3 separate regions of the Mus musculus genome follow, and regions 2 and 3 are each linked to region 1. Evidence: chromatin contacts called from public Hi-C and HiChIP or PLAC-seq data. All regions are on one chromosome and are shown on one strand. The core of a region is the stretch at or near the end of the contact, and the rest is flanking DNA. Distances in the headings are between cores, read along the strand shown.

Region 1 (4,821 bases), core at 1,178-3,677:
AGGATTCAGTTCCATGTGATCGTAGGACTGAGGTACTGGCTTCCTTGCTGTCAGCCAGGACCCACGCTCCATTGTCACAGATTGCCCTCATCTTGGTTCATAGGCAGTAAAAGGTCAAACCCTTTTGACCTTTCAAATAAACCCTTCTGGGTTCTTTTTCTGCTACCATGGAAAGAAACTCTCTGCTTACAAAGGGCCTCTGTGATTAGGCTAGCTAGATAATTCCATTTTTGTTATAAAATGTTGTGCAATCACGAGAGTATTATCTCATCAAATCCATAAGCTTTCGTGCTACACTCAAGTAGATAGAGATTATATAAGGACAAGAGTCATTTTGGTAGAATTCTGCCTACTTAGGAACCTCTTTCAGAAAAGTAAGAAGTAATTTTCTGCCCAATTCAGGAGAAACTGCTTTATATCCAGACTCATCTCGAAGATTAGAAACTTCAATATTCGATCTATAACAAGGTGATGTATAGATTCCATAGGGTTTCAAGCCTCAACAAAAGACTAGAAAGTTGATTTTAAAAGATAGACATCTCAATGCAAAGCCCTTATCAGCTTGTTGGTTCATTTGTTTTTCTTCCCTTTTCTCTACTAAAATACATGTCCGTGCAAGGCAGCCAGGAGAACTAACTGCTCCAGCTCTATCTCTATAGTTGTGAAGAGAAACTGATATGATGGTGGAAATTTAGGTGACTACACATTTAATAGACCAAACATCCTCAAGCTTTTTGGTCTCGGAGCTCTTGTCATCGAGGAGACGTTTGATTTTGGTGACTTAGAACGGTTGATATTATCAATTTAGTAAATTGAACCGAGAAAATTTGAAATATAGCACACAGGCACACTCTCTTTTAGCTTACAAACTGATATCATCACAGGTTATATAGCCTCTGGAGGCTAAAAGGAATAAAGTCTTCCTAGCCAGCCCTTCAAAAGACTCTGAAAGATGTCAACACCACACCTTGCATTTTGGCAAATTGCTCCACGCACACATTTTGTGTATTCACTCGTGCAGCTCGATTCTGCTGATATTGGGACAGAGTCAGTCTGTGAGTCCAGCAAAAAGTCATGCAGAGGGCGATGAAAGAAAGCGCTGGGGATTCCTGCCACGGTTTGCCCTTGAAAAACTTCTGACAACAACCTGCCCTCTTATTGCCTCGTTTTTCTGTTTTAGTGAAGTGTTTTAGTGAAGGATCGCTCAATGGGAACCCAGGAGGTTCGCACAGTGAGCCCTTTCAGTCCTGCCTGCCAGCCCTCAGGTGTCTAGTTGGTCCTTCTCCTTGGAGACGCAGTGACCCAGGCAGAAATGAAAGAATGAAAATTCAGATCGCCCTCACTAACAACAGCAGTCTGAGAGGTGAATCTCAAGACTGGGAGTCGCTGTGACCAGAGGTGCTGGAGAGCCAGCAGCGCATGGTCTGAGCCAGATTTTGTAGCCAAGAGTAGGAAAGGGGGAGTGCAGGCTCCCTTGGAGAAAGACGGGGTGATTAGCCTGTCTGGATGGACCGAGAAGACAGAAACCTCCCAGTGTAGGGTGGGGGTTAGCTGCTTTTACTTTTGAACCCTGTGGGTATTTCGTGAGCGGCACACTTCCTGAAACCTTGAGCCCATTTTAGGGCCTAGGTTTTTAGGGCGATTTCCTTTCCATAGGATATATTAGTTAATTGTTCTTTGTATCCTGCCAACAAAAAGTGACGAAATAAAGCAAAAGCCTCTTGCTGATTAACTCGGTCATCCTCGTTTTCTTTCTGTCTATAGTAAAAGGCCCCAAATCTCAGTTCTCAGGTCCAGCTTGTGTCTTTCTACCACATTTAAAGACAATGTTAAAAAAAAAAAAAGCAAACTAAATCAAACCCAGCAACAACAACAAAAAGCTCTTGGAGCCCAGGGATTGCATTCTCCCGCCTCAAGGTTAAAGGTTTGCAAGCCTGTGTCATCATGTGTCCCGGGCAGAGGACCAACATCAGTAGGTTGGCAGATAAGACTGAGCAGACTCGCTGCGATGAAGCACACATCCGGGGATCCCGCTCTAGGGAGCCTTCCGGACGTGTGATCGGAAAATGCCTGGTGACCGATCCGACCAGGGAGGGTGTGTAGGGTCCTCGCCACAGAGTCCAGACATGGCCCCTAAAAGTCCGATGTCCCAGAACCCCTCACGTCAGAGCCCGGGCGCGCAGCCCCAAGCGGCCTTTCTGTCTTTTGAGCCACTGGCCAATAGGGAAGCAGGGAGGTTGGCTCCGGCCGGGAGGCATTGGCGAGGAGGAGGTTCCCGGGGGCGTGGCTAGTGATCGTCTGCTGTGGGTGGGCGTGGCGTGGGGCGTGGCCAGGCGGAGGCGGGCCAGACCGGGAGGCGGACCTAGGGAAAGGGCGTTCTGCGGTCGGGGCGGGGCGTGGGGGCGGGGCCAGGCGGGGTGGCGGGCCAGACCCGGAGGCGGACTTAGGGAAAGGGCGTTCGGCTAGCGAGCTGTGGCCGCCGGCGGGCGGTGGGGACTCCAAGCACCTTGACCCTGGCGCGAGGCGGCGTCGCGCACGCTTACAGGTGCCCGCGCGGGCTCGCGGCTCGGGCGCCCTCCCGTTGGCCGAGAAGGAGGAGGGGGCCGTGTCGGCGTCCAGCCCCTCGCGCCCAGGATGGACGTGCCAGCCAGGGTGTCCAGACGAGCGGCGGCGGCGGCGGCCAGGATGCTTCTGCGTACTGCCCGCGTCCCTCGCGAGTGCTGGTTCCTGCCGACCGCGCTGCTCTGCGCCTACGGCTTCTTCGCAAACCTCCGGCCGTCGGAGCCGTTCCTCACGCCCTACCTTCTGGGACCCGACAAGAACTTGACCGAGAGACAGGTAGGCAGGAGCGGCAGGCGGGGAGGCCGAGCATGTCAGATGTTTGTGGAGGGTCTGGCGGCGGAGTCCCGGAGCGGGCTACGCAGATATCTGTTCGGATTTCTGCTCGCTTGGAAAAGTGGCCTTACTCTTTGCGTTTCTAGCACGTTCCGTGCGAGACTAAGCAAGATGGGCCGCAGCCCACGTGCATGTGTGTTTCAGGCCGTATGTGGATAACCCGGTTCTGCCCGGACAAGTCCTGTGGGAGCTGCTGGGGACCGGGGACAGTGCGTGGATAAAGAAAACAGTAAACTCGACTTTCAGTAGAATATGTACATATGAGTGTTTGTATGTATATATGGATGGATGTTATTTGGCTTTGTTTTTGTGAGAGGGTCCCCCTTTCCTTCCCCTCCTTGACTTTGTTTACCCCTGACAAGATAGATACGCGCTATTACAGAAGGACAATACAGGACAGTAGTACGCCATCCGAATATGGGTGCTTGATTAGGTAAGACTGTGTCCAAAGATTTACTGCACCCTCTGAAGTCCGTCTCTGGGATGAAAACAGACGGTGTCATATAATTGGTACTTAGCTTTTCTCGGATGGTGAAGTGTTGCTTCACCTACAGGTTTTATCCTCCGTACAGGTGTTTTTGAGGGCTGTGATGCACATGGGCCATGACCAAGAACTCCTGCGCAGACATTTATTCAAGATACAAACTTGTACGCACAGCACCACAGAAGTGCATAGTATACTTCAGAAATGTGCCTAACTCCTGTGATTAAAGCTCATTATCCCGGCACTTGGTTTTGTCAGAGGAGCTTGTAGATGGAGATTGCTGCTCCAGGACCCTTTCCTTGAGTATCCAAAAGAGTGAAAGCTCAGGTCCGATGTCTTTTCCCTACTGTCAGATGAGTGGATGCTGAATAATTGCCACCTTCTTCCTATACCCGGTTTCCTTCCTTACCGCGCTGCTTCCCTGCCCAGGTGGCTGTAGAATATGACTCCCATTTAAGCCTCCCTGTCATTTCCTGTCAGTCATCACTTCTGAGGAGCAACTAACTCAATAACTTGGCATGCCAGGTCAGAGCAAGAGGTGACACTACCAGACCCATTTCAGACTGGCAGGATATAATTACTCAGAGTCCAGTTTGTTGTGCCTTTATTCAAGGTCACCTGGGAAAGAATTGAGAGTCAGTGTGGAATCCCGGATCCACTGACATTTAGCAAGTACAGCTGACTTCTGCCGTAATGTTACACCCTGCTCCCTAGTCTTATGGATCATGTCACAGTTATTCATTATCCATGTGTATTTTGGTGCTGGTTAAAGCCAACAGTAGAAAGATAAAGCCTTCTGATTTAGAATGGTTTTTCCAAGAAGAAAATTGCTCTGTGGTTATAAGAAAGTGCGATCTTGGAGACCCAGGACAACCACTGAACCTGAGGTATAGACCCTGAGGCAGACATGACTCAGCATGTGAGCAGAGTAAGCAAGTTTGCATGCAAACTGCTGTGCGATCTGCACAGTGTATGTCCTTGCCTGACAGAAGCATGTGAGGAGAAATGTGCTCTTGGTGTTGATATTTGAAAGTTGATATGTTTTGTCAGGGGACCTGGATCAAGAGCTGCTGTGTGCTGCAGTATGGCATGCTCTGCCCTCTCAGCAGGCCTTACATATAGGGGGTATAAGAGTATAGCAGCGTGCTGGGCCCAGCAAATGCTTGTTCATTGTACGACAACACAAGGATGCTTGTCTTAGTGCCAAGTAGTCGAGGCAAGGGGATTTAAAGAGAAATCTAGTGATCTGGGATGTGGGATCTTGGAGTCTTTGCTAAAATGCTAGTGTAGCCCTTCTTTCCAGGTTGAGAATCCTACATTTAAAAACAAAACGAAAACCTAGTAGCTGAAATAGAACCACTGTTGTCCTTCACGAATGAGCACTTGCTTTCAGCAACGGACAGCTAAATAAAACATTGAATGATTTTTAAGCAAAGTAAATC
Region 2 (4,821 bases), core at 849-3,348, 710 kb after region 1:
ACATGAAACTTAGACAGTTTGTGGGGAAACTGGGGGGCACGGTGACATAGATGAGGAGAACAAAGGACGCTGCCCAAGCTATGTTTGAAGCCCCCGGAACAGTATTGCTGCTAGCTGAGGTAGACAGGGACATGTTGGAGTTTCTCTCTGCAGAGGTGTTAGGAACACAGTTTAGGACATGTTAAGTTTGAGATGATTAGTAGACACCCAAATGGGAATTTCAAGTAGCTCTCTATAGATCAGGAGACCAGGGGAAATGTCTGGGTTAGAAACGATCATTTCATAGTCTTCAGAATATGCACAGCATATAAAGCCATTATATTGGGCAAAACACACAAGCAATGAGAATTGATAAAAAAAAAAGAGAGAGAGAGAGAGAGAATCCCAAAGAGAGAGCTCAGGATTCTCTAAGTCCTTGGGTTAGAAGATGAAGAGGACATGGTGAGGGAAAGGAGATGTAATCAGGAGTGAGGGGGAAACCAGCCTGGTGTGGTGTCCTGGAGACTGAGATAGGAGAATGCAGGACTGGGGCGAGTAACTATGTCAAATGATGGTGGATGTCAGAAAACAGGGATGTGAAAGTGACAGCTGACTTAAGCAAGGTGGAGATCATAAATGACACAAGGGAGAGGTCACACTAGATTACGGGGAGCAGAAAACTTAGTGAAGGGGGTCCAGAGAGGCCCGGGAGACTTAGTGACAGCATAGACAACCCTTTAGAGGGAAAATGCTAGACCACACTCATCTTGTAAGTGCCATGGCAGAGACTTAAGAGATAAAGGGCTGCAGTTGAAGGCGAAAGTGGGGTCAAGAGGGAGAGCTGTGTTTTGATTTTTGGGTCTGGTCCAATAAGAAGCTTAACATCAACCACACCCACTGATTATCTTTCCAATGATCTGAACTCATGGATGCACATCCCTGAGAAAACTGTTCTGTGTTCCTGATCCTTAATGCTTCCGATCACATTATTTCTACATAACTATTCATACAATCTGGTTCACAGTCGATCTTTTTCTTTGTATAAACAATGGAAATAAATAATAGATAATATCTTGGGAGCATTCATAATAGTTACTGCCTCTTTAGTTAAAGAATGACTCCATTTGGGGTGCCTCACAAAAACGCAGTAATGAGAATCTTCCACTCATATTTTAACAATCAGAGAAATCATTGTTGATTTCAAAACTGAAAGGAAGTTCACCTCTGGGCCCACACTGAGTCTTCTCTACCCATCTTCTGCTGCTACCGTTTGGTATCTGGCTTGGTCCCGAACATTCATGCAAAGTTCCAATGTCAGTGTAACTGACTTCTCAAAGTCACACACGCAGCATGCTTCTCCTAACGGGAGGGATGTTAATTTCTAGGCGACTCTACAGTCCTAGCTGCCCTCATCTGCCCTCACTTTCCCCAGCGTTAGCACCGTTGCTTGCTCACAGTGTTGCCTTAACCATTTCCTCCACGTCTTCAAAGTTGTGGTTTCCTGCCCCTTTGCAACACAGACATAATAAACCACTCTTCAATTATTTTTTACTACTTCTTCTGCCTTTGTCCCAAGTCGAAAGAAGTCAAAACTCTGCCAAGTTTCTGTTACTGAGTTTGTCTCCCAAGTCAGGGGCCCTGCCTTCTCCGCAGGTCTCATTGTTAGGTCACAAAGCTTTTGAGATTCTCACTGCAGAGCTCTTTATTTCCATCCCAGTGAGTACTGAATAGTTTCTCCTTCATCCTCTTGTCTCATTGTGCCCTTCAATTCCTTTTCTTGATGAGTCTATCTACTCTCCTGTCTGTGATTAAAAAAGAAAAAAACTGTTCATTTTGAACAGAGAGTAAAATGAATAATTTGGAACTACAGTTGCCTCACAAGAGTAGGGTGCTGTCTGATAAAGAAAAATTTCCTCTCTGCCTTTCACTTACAGATACCAGTACATGTGTACACATTTTCACATGCTACACTATAGCAAACATAGCTTCAGATTGCTCATAACAAGTGCTCACCCTGTGTGAGGCAGTCTGATAGCAGCTGGTGTTTATTACCTCACAATTCCTCCACACATCACAACCGAGGATGTGACAGGGGTAAGGCACCTGCCCAAGATTACACAGTTAATAAATGACTGACTGAGGTTTGAACCCAACTCATTTGACTTCAACACTTACAGAATTGACTACTCAGATAAGAGAGAGCCGTCTCTCAGGGAAATATGGAAAAGCAATACTCCACAAACCTCAACGGCAAGAAGAGTTCCTCCAAAGGTGAGATCTTGATGAAAGTGAGCAATGTCAGTATGCAGTTCTTTGAAATCTCACAACTTACCTTAAAATTCATGACAATTTTGTGTCCATTCCATAATATATCCAGATTGCTTTCTATTACAGGGATAGTTAACTCTCCCAAAGGATACAAAAGGCATTTATAAAATGGATGACAAACATTGTAAGGAATATACTTTCCTCCAAATGAATATAAATTCTATGAAAATCTCCAAAGACCTTTGAAAGGAAATGCTCCGCCCCTTTCCTCTACCAGCAATATCTGTTGAAGCAGTATGAAGGGGAGAGGTGAACACTGGATTGTTTTAGCTCTTGTCATTAAAGAAAGCGTGTACATTAAGGCAGCACAGAGAAGGTATTGATTTGTGAGACACAAACAGTCAAACACGTACATCCATTCTCCATCCTAAGCATCCATCTCCTCTAAGACCCCGCTCAGATGCTGAAGGACCAGAGAAGACTAAATCACAAAGCCCAGTTTCCCTTGTTCTCTCATGGAGAGGCTTGCTCTTGCACATGTGGACACACTAAGGATTTTACTCTAGTTTCTCTCTCTCTCTCTCTCTCTCTCTCTCTCTCTCTCTCTCTCTCTCTCTCTCTCTCTCCACATATGTGTGTGTGTGTGTGTGTGTGACATACATGATATATATGATGTATGTGTGTATTTATGTATGTGTATGTGTGTGTGAGAGAGAGTAATCTAGCCCCTGTTGCTTTCCCATTTTATATTTATTTCTTTTAATAGTGAGCCTAAGAGAGAGACTCTAGATTTAAGCTCACATGGTGCTTGGGAGTCCCATTCTTACAGTCCTGAGAGCTGATAGGAAGCTCAAGACACACACACTGCCTCTGCAGCTGACAGGAGCCTCCATCCCCATCCCTCTGCATTTCTCCCAGCTTCTCGGTGCCAGGAATCTCTAGGAGGGCACCCGAACCTTTGGTCAGTCTCCCTCACGCCTCCGCTCTGCTCTCTGCCCTCCCACCCCGACAGTTCCCTAGCCACCTGCCTGGGAATATGCTTACTGCAGAGCCCTTTGGTGCCACAACCCTCCACTCATGTGCTGCCCCCCAAAACCTTGTAATGGAGGATACAGTGGGCATGACTGTGTCCATTTTGTTTATGAAGAGACCTGGATGGAACCAGGATGAAGCGACTTGCCTGAATTAGTCACCCTGGGGCAAATCCGGGCCTCCAACCAGGGCATCCTCACCACCTCACTGATCACCCTCCACAAAAAATCGTGGATCCTATCAGGCTAGCGGTGTGCTTCCATCCGTGTCAAACTGACAACACTAAGAGAGATAGTCAAGCATGGCTCATTAGATACGTGCAGAAGAGCTGCGTGTTGCAGCGTTCTCTGAAATCCTGTAAGATTGAAAACACGGGACCTCATGCAGTTGATGTAATTCCTGACACATTTTATACCACTTCAATTCTGTCAGTTGTCTGAGTATGGATGCACTCCATTACTAGCCATCTGTGAGGCGATCAATACAGCAACACAGAAAGGACAGAGGGTTAGAAGTCTAACCTCCTGGCAAGCTACGCCTGCTACAATGCTGACTTCACCTCGTCAGACTCTGATGTCACCTCTCCAGATGCTGCCGTCCTCACCTACAAGATAAGGAAGACCAACAACATAATCTCAAATGTTCCATGAAGTTCTAAAGTGGCAAGGTCCTGTTTTAGGCATGTGAAATTAGACGGCTAAACATTGTGCTTTCTAAAATCCTCCCTTGTCCTAACATTTCAAAGCTTCATAAACATATTTTCTGAGTCATTTCTCTCTTGGGCTAAACATATGGTCCTTGGTTTTCCAAGAGGTCCTGTGCAGTAAACATAAGCCCTGTGGGTTGCACTGACTTGGGAGAGCATTTCGGTCAGCAACGCCATCTGCCAGCTTCTGTCATCCTCATGTAAAATGTAAAGTGGTGTCCCCTCCGGACAAACTGGAGAAGGGTGCCCTCCCAAGGTCCTGTAAACAGAGAGTGGAAATAGAAACTCTCTGACCGAGTGCCAGCTTCGATTTCTCTCCTCACCTGGATGCAGGTATCAAGCATTTGAGCTGACCTACGACACACAACAGCCCTGGGAAATCAAAAACTAAGAGTTTGTTTCAAGCTAAAGCCAAACTTTCTGAGGAAACTGCTTAAAAGCTGACTCAGGCAGCATACGCTCTCTAAGCTACCTCAGCTAGACAAAGACCATGCTAGGAAGTGAAGGACGTCATGCTTGCAGTACATACCTGCTGCTGACAACCTAAAGGATAATACAGCACCCTCTGCCCCAATCCTAAAACTGTAATCTCTGTGGTCCATGATGCAAACAATGATCTGGCTAATTGACCCCCAGAGGGAATGTTCTCCAGTACAGTAAGTTCACCTTTAAAAGACCATAAACTCCTCCAGAGAGATGGCTGGTTTCTCTTTTCATTTTTATGGTTGCAGAATGGACCACTGCTTGGGACAAATGAGCTATCAAATAGAAAATTATTGATGGAAATTGATTTGATTCAGACACACACCCCCAAGGCTACATATTATGAGCATAAA
Region 3 (4,821 bases), core at 1,561-4,060, 650 kb after region 1:
ATGGTTTCCCCAAGACGCTCTTCATCAGGTACGTGTTACAAGTACAGGTCCGAAATCCTAATAAGACAGTCTTGGCAAATTGGGTACGCCTCATCCAGTCTCTCAGAATCCAAAGCCTTGCCTTTGAGTTTTTCATTGCTTATTCTCTCACAACTGTCATGTCCAGTTGAGCAGTCATATCATCAAGATCTGTGGGTTCTTCTTCCTTTATTTCTCTTGCTCACACCCTAGCCCCATGTGGTCTCTGAGTTCTTCGCCACTGGATCACTCATATCTCCCCCAGGGTTCAGTTTCTAGTGTAATCCTCTATCTTCCCATGACTGCCCTGCTTCTGGTGCTCTCATTTAGGTCCTTGCCAGCTTCTTACAGTCTTTGGGATAAGCCTCAAACTCCCAAGGAAGATTAACCCACAAGCAAGGGTCTGTCTGGTGTGCCTATGACTGATTTATCTCATGCTGCTATGCTTTATCCCATCTCTATCTTACCTGACACTTATTTTGTACTGCATAGCACAGTTAATGCAGGAGCATGTGCTGTCCTCTTTACTGAGTTCATCCCTCCTTCCTTGAAGAACCCCTAATTCTTCAAGGAAGAATTCAGAGTTTGATATGTGCTTTAGGGCACTTTTTGTTGGGTCAATATTTTAAAATGAGCAACAGTGAGGTCCTTTTTTAGACAGGAAATGTGAGATCTAAAGAATTAGAGTGAGAAGATGCAGTCACATCGACCTCCAAAAGGGAAGGGCATTGGATGCATTGTATGTCCTGATCTTCATGTCTGTGCCAAGCTATGTGCCATATACACATAATCTGTGTCTATGTTTGAATGTTGCAACCTGACAGTTTAAATTTATCTCATAAAAGTAAGTTAATATAAGAATACTCATTTTTGTGAATAACCATCTTGATGATAAGAAACAAAATAATCTTGTTCTGGCCACTCAAAAGGTTTGAGAAGCTTCATCGTGTAATACCAGGTTATAGGCACTCCAAAATCCTGTCTGCTGGGTGGTACTTAGGTACTAGAGTCACAAGTCATAAATTCTCTAGAATAATAATTCTGTCCCTAGTTGGGGAGAGGGGCAGGGGACGTCCTCTTGGAGACAGTGGGGAGGAGGAATGGGATGAGGAACTATGGGATGGCAGACTGGGAGGGAGGCAATGACTGGACTATGAAATTATGAAAGTATTTAAAAAATTCACATATATTTTCTGAATTGTATTTAGTACTCATCATCAAGAATATTTATTTTTTTAAAAATTCTGTCTCATCTTACTTTTTAAAAGATTTCATTTTAAAAAAAATATTGTTTTGAAAGGAATCTTTATCCATAATTCTTATAAAGCCATACAAATAAGAGTGGTAGGTTGTAGATGTAAAAGTAGATATATGAATATTTTTAATCAGTATTACTGGAGAAATAAAATATAACAAAAACATATGAACAATACACATTTTTATTTACCTGTTAAATACTGGAAGATATTCATATTTTAAAGTAAACTTTAAAACTATTTCTTCATTGAAAAAATACTTCTTTTATTTTATATATATGAACATTTTGACTGTATGTATGTCTGGATACAACTGTATGTGTCTGGTACCCAAGAAGATCAGAAGAAAGTGTCAGATTCCCTGGAAATGGAATTATAAATGGAAATAGAATTCCCTGGAAATGGAATTATAGACAGTTGTGAGCTTCTGTGTCGGTGCTGAGGTTCAAACCGAGGTCATCTGGAAGAGCAGCAGGTGCACTTAACCACGGAGTCATCTCTCCTGGCCCAATATTTTATTTATTTTTAATTCTATCTATCTATCTGTCTATCTATCCATCCATCTAACTCAATCTCTCTCTCTCTCTCTCTCTCTCTCTCTCTCTCTCTCTCTCTCTCTGTGTGTGTGTGTGTGTGTGTGTGTGTGTGTATGTGTGTGTGTGCATGCACATGTGTGTCTACACATAGTTGTAGGCACCCAAAGAGGCCAAAGGAAGGCATCAGATTCCCTAGATCTGGAGTTGCAGGCTGTTGTGAGCTGGGTGGTTGGAACAGCAAAGGTGAAGAAATCCCATGATCCTGTCTGTTATCCTCAGAAATCCCCCCAGTCTTTCATGTTCCCACTTAGCCAACCCAAAGGAGACCCTGGCCTCTGGTGGCCTAGATAGTCAAAGACAGCTATGTTCCCCATGGCTTCTCTCAGTGGCAGTCACACCTCCTGCTTAGTGGAATGGCGGGTTCCACTTTGGCCCAGTTTATTGCTAATGTGCTATTACATTAACTCTTTCATAGACTCAGTAAGCTTTCTCCTGAGCTTTTCCAGAGGTGTAGGAAAATGTGGGCCTCCACACACCGCCTCCCATAGAAGGTGTAATGAGCAATGACCAGTTTTCTGCAATATCAGTGGGGACCAAATGAGCACGGTAGAATCTGCTGTTCACTCCCGAGCTTCCGTCCTCCTGCTTTCGATCCTCCCTCTGCCCTCTGGAGCCACACCCATGCCCTGGCTCTCCACTCAGGGTCTGGCACTCTCAGGCACGCACAGCATGCCAGAGACAGCAGGAAACCCCCTCTGGCATATGGGTTCAATCCTTCATTCTTAGAATGGCTTCCAACGGCCTTCACCCTCCACCCTGTAGTGGAGAGCAAGATTGTCTCTTGGAAGGATTTTTCTGCATGTGTGAATGGAATGGAAGATGACTGATGGCTTGGTGAATTGTGCACTGAACTCTGACTTTTAGGCACTAAATATAGACAGCGCACATGCTGGACAAGCTAAATATAGTAGCAGTGTTGGCAAGAAGGGGTGAGGGAGACTCCCAGGACAGACTGGATGGAGGCTGAGCGGTAAACCCACAGCCACTCCCAGCTGTGGTTAATTTATCACCCCTGCTGGGAAGGGGTGCGCGTCAGTTTCATCCAGGCATGATTTGTTTGTCAGAGTGTTTGTTGGGAGCCATTTTTCTGTCTACAAACAAGCACGCAGCTCAGGATGCCTTTGTCTGCCTCCAGCAAGTTAGCCTTCTCCACTGGGCTACAGCTCAGTGCTGTCCCCATTGGGGGTGACTTTGGATCTCCTAGTGAGTTATTTCTAATTCCATCCCACACTGCCCCAGATCTTTCTTGTTTAGTTAGATAAGATGGCTCTAATTATTGAGGCTGAAGGTCAGAATGAGAATGGATCGCTAGGGCTGCCAAACTGTATGCCCCGAAGCGCACTTTCTGGTTCAAGAACACAACTCCTTCCCCCACCCTACCCCCTTGCCCCTCCCGCCGTCCACTCTGAAAAAAGCCACTTAGCTCTTTATCTTTGCCCAAGTTAGGGCCAACGGCTAGAGAAAGTGTCCTCTGCCCCCTGCCTCTCTCCCAGCAGCATGAGAAGACAGCATTAGGGCAGCATTAGAACTCTCTTGGAAGAAGGTTCCCTTTCAGAACGCAAAATGTCTGTCAGCCCTCTCTACCAGTACTGCCACCCCCAAGAAGCCACCGTGGACAGGGAAGGCCTGATAAGCATTCATTTACAATTTTCCCTTCATTAGCAAGAAGCCTGCTTCTCTCCTGGGGTGAGACAGAGATAGCTCATCTGCATTTTGATTGCTGTGTTAGGATAATGACAACCGAAAATAGGCTCTGAACTCCCTCTATGACCAGTTTCCATTAATTAGATTTAATTGTGTGACCCAAGCAGGGAAAAGAGATCTCCTTGCCTGTCCATGCATAAATCATATCTGATTTATCCCACTGTGTTTTCTTTTATGTCTCATCACACCTCCCAGTGCTGGAACCCAGGAGCCCGCCTGCCCTCCCCCACCCCTCCCCTCCAGCCTGCCCTCTCCCACCCCTCCCCTCCAGCCTTCCCAGTGGTGACTGAGATACTAGCCTGCCTTATCTCAAAACAAGGAAGTTTGCTCACAATGCTATCATGCCCATGAGTCTGTAAGTGACACTCTCGGTTGGCTATGGCTTGGTTTTTCTTAAAGCTAGGAGAAAACCCATCCCTAAGGGTCTTAATTGGTCTAATTCTCAGCAGTCATAACTATGGTCAAAGCAGAATGCAAAGTCACAATTTTCTGCCGATCCATGACAGAGACAGAAGATGTGAATATAAATACAAGATGGAGAGAATACATTGGCATGAGTACAGCTCAGTATCTTCATGATGGAGACTGAATATGTTAGATACGTTAGGATGACTCAGGGGTCTAAGGCAGTCAGGAATCAGAGGCAAGTCAGTGCATCTCTGAGTCCGAAGCCAGCATGAGTTCTAAGACAGCCAGAGCTACAGAGAAATCCTGTCTTTAAAAAAATAAAAATAAAATAATGACAAAACAAATGGTGTTTGTCTGTCTCTTTGTCTGGTACAGATTTGATTTTTACCTTGTGAAAATAAAAAAATGCAATCTCAAACATTGTGTTTTATTCCACTATAGAGTAGTGTGTGTGTGTGTGTGTGTGTGTGTGTGTGTGTGCAATCTCATAATTCTGCTTTGAATTTGAACTCATTTGGCCTCCTACTTATTCTCTAATTATTTAATGGGTTATGTAAAATCTCTGTCATGTAGTCATGTTGTATTTGTATGTGAGTCATGATTTTACCTTGTTGAAAATTGTGTTTCAGCATAGAATTTCCACTTACTATTGGCAGCTGCTATATGAGTAGCTATTTGCTATAGCGACTTCAGCTCCATTTTCTTAAAAGAAAGTGCCAGAAAAAGATAAAGGTCATTTGGCAGGCTAGGCAGTGGGTGGTAAATCAAGCCCCTTGCCCAATACCAAGGAGGCCAGGGCTATGAGAGAGAGAGAGAGAGAGAGAGAGAGAGAGAGAGAG

Evidence for each region. Hi-C and Micro-C count contacts between places; a contact is called where the count stands out from the background. HiChIP or PLAC-seq counts read pairs in DNA pulled down with a chosen protein or histone mark.
Region 2: a contact with region 1 is called in an H3K27ac HiChIP or PLAC-seq map of large pre-B cells, with 2.4 times the contacts expected there. The contact joins the promoter of 1700029M03Rik here to the promoter of Slc19a2 in region 1. A contact is called at or near these places in 3 of 115 datasets of contacts at active chromatin or transcription factors (effector CD8 T cells, large pre-B cells and memory CD8 T cells).
Region 3: a Hi-C map of cardiomyocytes shows a contact between it and region 1, with 2.7 times the contacts expected there. The contact joins the enhancer-like site here to the promoter of Slc19a2 in region 1. A contact is called at or near these places in 1 of 39 promoter capture datasets (pre-B cells), 1 of 484 Hi-C or Micro-C datasets (cardiomyocytes), 4 of 115 datasets of contacts at active chromatin or transcription factors (the NIH/3T3 cell line, large pre-B cells, pancreatic cancer cells and 1 more) and 1 of 9 other capture datasets (embryonic stem cells).

The regions. Positions count from the first base shown.
Region 1 is chr1:164,246,619-164,251,439 of GRCm38.p6, forward strand. It overlaps Slc19a2 (solute carrier family 19 (thiamine transporter), member 2), which reads left to right and starts at 2,428. Exons shown (of 6, transcript NM_054087.3): 1 at 2,428-2,838. The coding sequence starts at 2,635.
Region 2 is chr1:164,958,789-164,963,609 of GRCm38.p6, forward strand. 1700029M03Rik (RIKEN cDNA 1700029M03 gene) reads left to right here and starts at 2,099. Exons shown (of 2, transcript NR_166148.1): 1 at 2,099-2,250; 2 at 3,712-4,049. It overlaps Gm39692 (a long non-coding RNA gene), which reads right to left and starts at 1,607. Exons shown (of 3, transcript XR_865701.2): 1 at 1,202-1,607.
Region 3 is chr1:164,893,796-164,898,616 of GRCm38.p6, forward strand. All of the region lies in intron 1 of Gm32652 (a long non-coding RNA gene), which reads right to left. Among named protein-coding and RNA genes, the nearest start is that of Gm32652, 3.4 kb to the right of the region's middle. Within about 2 kb of position 2,811, at least 41 of the 459 cell types and tissues checked have an H3K27ac peak or open chromatin away from gene starts, as enhancers often do. A contact at or near this core is called in cardiomyocytes, where this site is marked.